3 separate regions of the Sus scrofa genome follow, and regions 1 and 3 are each linked to region 2. The links are chromatin contacts, called in public Hi-C and HiChIP or PLAC-seq maps. All regions are on one chromosome and are shown on one strand. The core of a region is the stretch at or near the end of the contact, and the rest is flanking DNA. Distances in the headings are between cores, read along the strand shown.

Region 1 (2,700 bases), core at 106-2,605, 33 kb before region 2:
CTTCTGCGCGGGCAGGGAGAAGCAGACGTCAACAGCGCCCGCAGCGACGGCCAGGGCCCCCGCCCCTGCCCCTCCCTCTACCCTCACCTCGCGGGGGCTTCCCCAGCAGCAGGGGGCTCGTGTCCCAGAAGGAATTGCTCTCACTCTGTGACGTCGGGCACTGGGACCCTGAGAAGGGCAGGGGGCGGTCATTGGTCTGCGGCATCCATTCACCCCAGCCCCCGCCCCCGAACTCCCTTGGGCCGATCCCTCCAGGGCCTGCTCACCGGCGCCGCGCGGCGGGCACGGGCGGCACTGGGCTCCCCATCCTCGGCCCTGGCGACAGCAGCAGTCGTCGAAGGTGAGGGCGGGCCCAGACACGGGGACCGCACACATGCCATCCTCTCCGCGCTGGCTCCAGCACACGTCCCGCCGCTCCGGGGCACGGTCTGTGGAAGGGGACCCAGTGTCAGGGAAGAGCCCAAAGCGGGGACAGCCTGCCCCCACTGCAACCCACCCTCGCGGGAACTGCGGCCCCGGGTCTCCACGTGGAGGAGAGGGCTCTGGAGAGCCCAAGACGACCCTCTCCCTCACCGGCCGGGCTTTCGGGGAGCTGGCAGTCGCGGCCTGAGGGCCCAGGTACCCAGGGCGGGCGGCACTCGCAGCGATAAGAGCCCGGCAGGTTGACGCAGCGGCCGTGGCGGCAGGCTGTGGGGTCCTGGCATTCGTCCACGTCTGCAGGCAGCGAGGGGATGGGTAGGGGTGGAAGTCACAGCTCAACTCGGCCAGCTTCCCTCCTGCTTCCCCAGCCTGCCGACCCGTGCCTCACCCATCTCCTCTGGGCTCAGACACTGCCGCTGCGCGGGGCTGTACTCGGCCGGGGGCGTGCAGGCGCAGCGGTAGCCACCGCGCGTGTTCTCACACACTCCGTTCCGGCAGTTAGACTCGTCCAAGCACTCATCCACGTCTGCGGGGAGGAGAAGCTCCAGTGCTTGGAACCGGCCCGGAGTCAGGTGACTGTGGGTGTCTCCACGATGCTTTCCCACGGCCACGGGGGCCAGCTGCACTCACCCACGCATTCCAGCAGGTTCCCGTCGTAGTAGAAGCCTTGTTTGCAATAGCACTCGTAGCCGGGCTGCGTATTCACGCACTTGCCCTCCTTGCAGATCTCCGCCCCAAACAATATGCATTCGTCGATGTCTATGGAGTGACAGGCCGTGGGCGCCCGCACTCTGCACCTGCCGGGCCACTCCGGCCCTGCGGCCGAGGACGTGTAGGCGGGGCTTACGTTGGAAGGGGAGGAAACCCTAAGCTAGGGGCTTTTCCGCCCGCGGTGATGGGGCGGGGCCTGGTGGAGGGGCGGGGCAGACAGTGACGGAGTGGGCGGGCCTTACCCCAGGGCGGGGAAACAGACCAGCCAGCACTGGCGCGATCCCGGCGGGCCAAAGCTCTGCCGTAGGAGCGGAGCGTGTCAGGCGGGCGGAGCGGTGTTGAGGCTTACCACGGTGGGCCGGGATGCCATAGTTGACGATATTGTTGTCCTGGGTGTAGCCCTTCCCGTCGGGGCAGAGGCTGTGGAACTCAGCTACGAGGAGACAGCGGCCGTGGGGAAGGAAGGAGGCAGGATTGAGCGCGTGCGTGCTGGCGGTCGGGCGCAGGTCAGAGCTCTCCGCCTCATTTCCCACCTACACAGGGAGGGGCCCTGTCCCCCAAAACGTTTCCAAATGAAGAAACCGAGGCTCTGGAAAGGGAAAGGGCCAGCTTGACTCCTGACCTGAGCTGTAGACTGGGCAGGGGTAGATCTCGCAGTGGTCTCCCCAACCAGCCCCCAGCGAGCAGCAGCACTCCTGCTGGGTGACATTGGTGGCCAGTACACTATCGCAGAACACGGTGTCGTCGAAGTTAAGGTAGCACTCCTTCTTGTGGTGGGGCTGCTCCACCTCTGAGGGGAGGGGAGAACAGCTCAGGGTCCAGCAGAATGTCTTCTTCGCCTGTCCACGCAGCCCACTCACCTCATCCCTCTGTTCCCCACCCCCCTGGCTCCCCTTGGCGGCCCTGGGAAAGCCAAGCTCCATTCTTGATGTGGCGTCCTTGCCCTCCTGCGAGGCCTGGCCCCACTGGGCTCTCCCAGGGGAAAGAGATTCTCCCTGATCCCCAGATACCAGCTGTCGCTCAGGGGAGTTGTCTAGATTGAGGGGGCACTCACCCTCACAGCCGTGCTGGTCCTGGGTGGGCGTGAAGCCCTCATCGCAGATGCAAACGTAGGAGCCCTGCAGGTTCTCGCAGGCCCCGTGGGGAAGGCACAGGCCTGGGTCCTGGCTGCATTCATCTATGTCTTCCCGAGTGAGGGGAGCAGAAAGAATGTCTCAGAAGGAAACTAGCCCCTCCTTCCCGGGAGTGTCCCTCAAGGGCCTCACATAAGTTTAGAACCTGAATTTCCACTTTGGCTTCAAAGCAAGCACAACAGGAAACCCACTTGCCCATGTCTCTCTGGGCACCTGGGTAGATGTGTGCACGTTTGGTGCTTGATACTTCACAAAACTTTCACCGGTTCCCACTGACAAGAGAATGAATTTCTAACTCAGCCCTGTATTTGAAGACTTTCAGTTTGGTCTCCCAATGTCTTTATTTTTTTTTTTTTATTTATTTTTTTTTTTTGGTCTGCACCCACGACATATGGAAGTTCCCAGGCCCTACACATCTATGCAATGCTGGATCATT
Region 2 (3,011 bases), core at 258-2,757:
ATGGTTTCCTATGGGAGTTTGTCTCAAGGAAATCTTCCTAAGCAGGTCAAAGCTCCCTTATAACTCCCTTAAGGAGTTCCCGTTGTGGCGCAGCAGAAATGAATCCTACTGGGAACCATGAGGTTGTGGGTTCGATCCCTGACCTCGCTCAGTGGATTAAGGATTAAGGATTGCTGTGAGCTGTGGTGTAGGTCACAGACATGCTTGGATCTGGTGTTGCTGTGGCTCTGGCATAGGCCGGCAGCAACAGCTCCAGTTGGACCCCTAGTCTGGGAACCTCCATAGGCTGCGGGTGGGGCCCTAAAAAGACAAAAAACAAACAAACAAACAAAACAAAAAACAAAAAAACCACACAAAAAAAAACTCCCTTAAGACTGTGAGGAGTTCCCTGGTGGTCTGGTGGGTTGATGATCCTGCATTGTCATTGCTGTGTCTCAGGTTACTACTGTGGTCTGGGCTCTATCCTTGGCCCTGGAACTTCCCCATGCTGTAGCACAGCCAGAAACAAAAAAACAAAAACAAAAACCCAAGACAAAAATCTGAAAGCATGTGCTCTCAAAGGAGATTGCCAATGAGATTGGTGGGGGTGAGGGGTGGGGGGGGTGGCTAAGTCCTAGCTCCTTCCCCATTGCCTTGGTGTACAGCCCTGAGACCCTAGGGCTGCCCTCTGAGGACACTGCCTGCTCCACCTGTCCTCTCCAAACGTATTCAGGGAGAGGACGTGTATGGAAAAAGAACAAAGAGAAAAAAAATCACCAAGGCCAATGTCCAGGGAGCACTAATAACTTGAACAGCACCCCACCCAAAGAGGGTAAGGTCACAGGCACGTGTAGCAAGCCCCTCAGCCCCACCCTACAGCATGGAATCGACTGCGCACGCCCAGCACAGCCACAGCTCCAGATTTGTTTTTTCTTTTTGAGGGTCCAAACTTCAACAAAACAAAAAGTCTGTTTAGGGGCTGCCTTTGCATCATCACCAGGCCTTGGAGGGGAGTAGGGGGTAGGCCAACTGGACTACAAAAAACTGTAGAAAGGGAGGGATCTTGAAATAGGCGGAAAGGTATAGAAAGCGAGAACGATCGCCGCCTGGCCTGCCTTGCCAGTTGAAGTGAGAAGCGCTTGAGGTCTCAAGAGGCTCCACGCGTGTGTAAGGGGCCATTTGTTATTATCAAGAGTGTCGTTATTGAGATAATGTCACTTCCCGGCTGGCCCCAGGTCCCGCCAGTGCGGAAAGAGAAACCCCGGGGGAGGTGGAGGCCAGCGGAGATTTCTCCAGCCATCCGCAGCAGGCAGGAAGGGCGACCGTACACAGCCACTTCCGGGTCCTGCGACCTAAGCGGTGGTATCACGGAGACGCCGCTCCTGAGGCCCCACCAGTCGAAAAGTTTTTTCCCGGAGCTCTCACCGAGAGCCGCGCCAGCGGGACAGGTTCCAGTCTGCGGCAGACACGCCCCACTCTGGGCATCGTGACGTCAGAGGAGCACAGTGAGCGCATTTCCGCCCTCTTCCTCCGCCCAACACGAGGGGGCGGGGCCAAGAGGAGGGCGCTCTGCTTGTGCGTCACTTCCGGTAAGTCTATCGGCGACAACGGCAACATGGCTCTGAACGGCGCTGGTGAGAACTTGGGCTGCGGGGGCCGGTGGTTGCGGGGTACGGGAGGCAGTCTGCTTCAGCAAAACCCTCAACCCTTCATGCCTCTCTTCCCCCAGAAGTCGACGATTTCTCCTGGGAGCCCCCGACTGAAGCGGAGACGAAGGTGCTGCAAGCGCGGCGGGAGCGGCAGGATCGCATCTCCCGGCTCATGGGCGACTACCTGCTGCGTGGTTACCGCATGCTGGGCGAGACGTGCGCGGACTGCGGGGTGAGGAGAGACTCGGGACGTGGGAACCAGGATGGGGCCGTGGGCTAGGCCGCACGGCCCTTCCTCAAGTCTCCACTCTGGACCGCATCGCCTAGCGTCTCACCCCTGCCCCGTATGCTTTCTGGCTCCTAGACGATCCTCCTCCAAGACAAACAGCGGAAAATCTACTGCGTGGCTTGTCAGGAGCTCGATTCAGACGTGGATAAAGATAATCCGGGTGAGGGATCGAGTGTGCTTGGTGAAGAAGTGTGGTGATAGAGGCTCAGGAACAGTACAGTAGGCCTGGAAGATGATTGATGGGCGGGGGTAAGGTGCTTTCTCCTTTCAGCTCTAGAAAGGACCACTCGTTGAGTAAAAGCACTAAAACCTACACTGTGTGCCCAACACCATGGGAGAGTCTGAGCTTAATTAGGCATAATTCTGATGAGAGAGATGAAGCAAGGACATAAATAATTGATACAGAGAAGAAAAGGAATGAGTTGCCTTACACAGGGGCAGGGAAAACTTCTGAAGAACAGAAAGAGCAGAACAGTGTAAAAGTAAAGAGTAGGGAGGTGGCTCGGGGCTGAGGCAGGCCAGGTATCCTGACCATTCCACTGGCTTTCTCCTCTTTTAGCTCTGAATGCCCAGGCTGCCCTCTCCCAAGCTCGGGAGCACCAGCTCGCCTCTGCTTCGGAGCCCCCGTTAGGCTCTCGGCCAGCCCCTCAGCCCCCAGTCCCCCGTCCAGAGCACTGTGAGGGAGCTGCAGCAGGGCTCAAGGCAGTCCAGGGGCCGCCCCCTCCTGCTGTGCCTCCAAATGCTGAAGTTGTGGCCTGCACACGGGAGGCTCTCCTGCAGAAGCTGGCCTGGGCCTCAGCTGAGCTGGGCTCTAGCACCTCCCTGGAGACGAGCATCCAGCTGTGTAGCCTTATCCGGGCTTGTGCTGAAGCCCTGCGCAGCCTGCAGCAGCTGCAACCCTAAAAGACCCCTCCTGAGAAGAATCCTCTAGAAAAACAGCTATTCCTCTTGTGTGGTTTGTTCTTTTCTTGGTTCTAAGTGTGCATGCAAGCCCCAGCTCCAGTCGTCTTTTTCCTACCTTTGGCCTCTCGTGCTGTCACAGTCTGTTCTCCTTGATGCCCTGAGAGATGAGTTGGGCTTGTTTCTGCTCAGTT
Region 3 (2,703 bases), core at 101-2,600, 45 kb after region 2:
AGACCCACGCCTCTCTGGGGAGCCAGGAGTGTCGCCTCCCGGCCCACCGCATCTCGGGCTTCCGGAGGAGGGCGACCTAGGGAAGCAGTGTGGTCAGGCTGGGGGGGTGGACCCCCAGGGCCTCCGATGTCTCACCATGGCCGGCACAGAGGGGCCCGGGCGTCCCTCAGTCCAGAGCAGTCCTGGGAGCCGAGCTCCAGCACCCGCCAAGTGAAAGGTGGGGCCAGCGAGGGGCAGTGCCTGGACTCCCGTTGGGTCTCTGCGCAGGGGGGTGGCTGGAGTGTCTCTAGGTTGAGCTGCCTCTTCCTGGCTCAGCTCTCGCGACCCGATGGCTCCAACCCCGTTCCCTTCTTCCTCCTCCCTTTGTACTTTGGCCCCGGGGGCGGGAGGCAGAGGTGGAGGGTGGAGTTTCACTTTTTTCCGCTGTTCTCTCTCCTGCAGGAAACAGCATCAGATGACGCGGGCGGGTAGCACCGCTCCCCTCCCAGAGGCTGCAGGGCGATTTGGTCTGGGAGTTACCGGGTAGGCGGGCAATGAGAGGCAGAAGGAGAGGAAGTGTAGCCCGTAGCCCCCACCTCCCGTGACAACAGGTTTAAGGTCGAGGTTGGTTTCTGCTAAGGAGGGACCGTCCCCGCCCTCTACGTCTGCATCTGTAAAACTGGGGGAAAGATCCTGGCTTGGAAGAGGGGCAAACCCGAGTGTGGTCTTGGCTCCGAAGTTGCAGGGCCGTGTGACCCTTTCTCTGCGCTTCATTCTCTTCATGTCTGAAACTGGGGCCAGGAGCTCCGCTTTGCAGAGCTGGCAGTGGGGGTAGGCAAGAATGGAGGACGAAACTGGCTGCACTTGGAGCTCTTGGAACGCGTTGTCTAAGATTTACTGCTTCCCTTCACCTGGGAAACAATTCATGCCTCTTTCCCAAGAAGGGATGGAAACCTGAGACTGTGCTCCTGAAATTTGTCCAGTGATGGCACTTGGAATAGCTAAATCGCTCTCGCAACCGCGCGACGGACCCCCTTGCCTTGAGCCTGTCACTTTAAGAAAAACGACACTATCCTATTTCGACTAGTCCTGCCTGTTCTCTCTACACTCTGAGTTTGAGCTCTGACCCGGAAGTAGAGGCCGCTCGTGACGTTTGACGTCCAGCGCTAAAAAGGGCGCACCTAGAGGGGCTTGCTCCAGTAGCGCACAACTGTGGCTTTAGCCCCCAGGGGTGTCCACGCCTCCATCCTTTTCCTCGCCTCTAGTAACTCTTCCCTCGCGTTCCGCCCAGTGATCGCGGCTAGGTTGGCATCGCTTAGGTGTGCGCATGCGCTCAAGGACTTGTGCCTTTTGGATCGTCCCTTCCTCAGCTGCGCAAGCCCAGCGGGCTCTCCCGCTTCTTATCGGTCCACCACCTCCCTGCGCTTGCGCATTCGAGCCGAAAGGTTTTCCTTTTCCGGGTCCCAACTGGTCTCGTCGGGCGCATGCGCCACTGCAGGTTGGCGGCTCGCGGCTCCTTCTTCCGGCCTCCCCCTTGGGTCGGCTCCCGCAGAAGCGGGGCGACCGCGGAGCCCAAAGCGAGTGACCTGTGACCCCGGAAGTGGACCTCAGGGTCCCGGGGCTCTCCCCGGGCCGGAACCGTGGGAGCCGTCGTCTGCACCCCCGGAGCACCCACCCCACGCCCACCTCTGGATGCCGCCGACCGGTGCCCGGCCCGTGCCCTGCGCCTGCCCGCCGGTCCGGCCCTTAGGAGCAGTTCTGGGCCGGGGGTGGGGGCCTGGACCCCACCCCTGATGCGGCTCCACCCCGGCTCTTGGGTCTCGCACCACTGACTGCCCTGGCCGGCCCCGCCCCCTGCCCGCACCCTCGCCCCACCGACCCCTCTCCCCCGCTGGGGGAGGCCATGGCGTGAGCGCGAGGTTGGGCCCCGGGGCCCTCGGGCGCCAGGCGGGGCATGGGCCGGGGGCCGCCCCCATGAGGGTCCCGGGAGGGGGGCGCGCGCAGCAGCGGCGGGGCCATGGGGTCGCAGGTGTTGCAGATCCTGCGCCAGGGGGTGTGGGCCTCGCTCACCGGCGGTTGGTTCTTCGACCCACACCAGAGCACCTTCTCCAACTGCTTCCATCTCTATGTCTGGATCTTCCTGCTCACCTTTCCTTTCTTGCTGTATATGGTGAGATGCTGCGGCCACCTGTAACTCGTGCCGGGGAAAGGGAGGGCAGATGTCACGAAGGGGTGCAACCTGGCAGGGATTCTGGGCTGTGGCTGGGGCGCTGGGGTGTGGGAAGAGGATTCACTGCGGAGTCTGGAGTGTGTGGAAGAGAGGCCAGAATTTCCCTGGCCTGGGTGACCTTGAATCTCACTTAATCTCATTCCAGTTATGCTGGAGATAGGGCTGCCTCGCAGGGTCTTTGTATTAGCAGCCGGCAGGCGTGATGGAGTTTAATGAATTTGTGTGTCCTAGTCCTGACTGTGGTGGTAGGTGGTAGGGACAGGGCTGTGTGAAGAGGGACCTGACTTGCTGCCGCCCCCAGGTCCTGCCCCCCAGCTTGATGGTGGCTGGTGTGTACTGCCTTGTGGTGGCTGTCATCTTCGCTACCATCAAGACTGTGAACTATCGGCTGCATGCTATGTTCGACCAGGGCGAGATTGTGGAGAAGCGCAACTCTACCATGGGGGACCCAGAGGAAGAGCCTGCCCAGGGGGACAGCAGTCTGCCCAGGTAGG

Evidence for each region. Hi-C and Micro-C count contacts between places; a contact is called where the count stands out from the background. HiChIP or PLAC-seq counts read pairs in DNA pulled down with a chosen protein or histone mark.
Region 1: a Hi-C map of embryonic fibroblasts shows a contact between it and region 2, with 2.2 times the contacts expected there. The contact joins the enhancer-like site here to the promoter of SSSCA1 in region 2. A contact is called at or near these places in 2 of 5 promoter capture datasets (fetal liver and fetal skeletal muscle) and 4 of 47 Hi-C or Micro-C datasets (embryonic fibroblasts, epiblast stem cells, heart right ventricle and 1 more).
Region 3: an H3K27ac HiChIP or PLAC-seq map of alveolar macrophages shows a contact between it and region 2. The contact joins the promoter of MAP3K11 here to the promoter of SSSCA1 in region 2. A contact is called at or near these places in 3 of 5 promoter capture datasets (fetal liver, fetal skeletal muscle and liver), 10 of 47 Hi-C or Micro-C datasets (alveolar macrophages, embryonic fibroblasts, fetal liver and 5 more) and 2 of 2 datasets of contacts at active chromatin or transcription factors (alveolar macrophages and skeletal muscle).

The regions. Positions count from the first base shown.
Region 1 is chr2:6,716,611-6,719,310 of Sscrofa11.1, reverse strand. LTBP3 (latent-transforming growth factor beta-binding protein 3) reads right to left here. Exons shown (of 28, transcript XM_021082854.1): 19 at 2,186-2,314; 20 at 1,754-1,921; 21 at 1,481-1,564; 22 at 1,051-1,179; 23 at 809-946; 24 at 574-714; 25 at 267-428; 26 at 88-168; 27 at 1-3. Among named protein-coding and RNA genes, the nearest start is that of SCYL1, 16 kb to the left of the region's middle. Within about 2 kb of position 1,355, at least 43 of the 83 cell types and tissues checked have an H3K27ac peak or open chromatin away from gene starts, as enhancers often do. A contact at or near this core is called in fetal liver, where this site is marked.
Region 2 is chr2:6,683,060-6,686,070 of Sscrofa11.1, reverse strand. SSSCA1 (Sjoegren syndrome/scleroderma autoantigen 1) reads left to right here and starts at 1,507. Exons shown (of 5, transcript XM_021082852.1): 1 at 1,507-1,613; 2 at 1,709-1,860; 3 at 1,993-2,077; 4 at 2,477-3,011. The coding sequence starts at 1,595. The coding sequence ends at 2,820.
Region 3 is chr2:6,638,708-6,641,410 of Sscrofa11.1, reverse strand. MAP3K11 (mitogen-activated protein kinase kinase kinase 11) reads right to left here and starts at 1,350. Exons shown (of 11, transcript XM_021082851.1): 1 at 1,161-1,350; 2 at 1-435. It overlaps PCNX3 (pecanex-like protein 3), which reads left to right and starts at 1,478. Exons shown (of 34, transcript XM_021082830.1): 1 at 1,478-2,149; 2 at 2,511-2,698. The coding sequence starts at 1,997.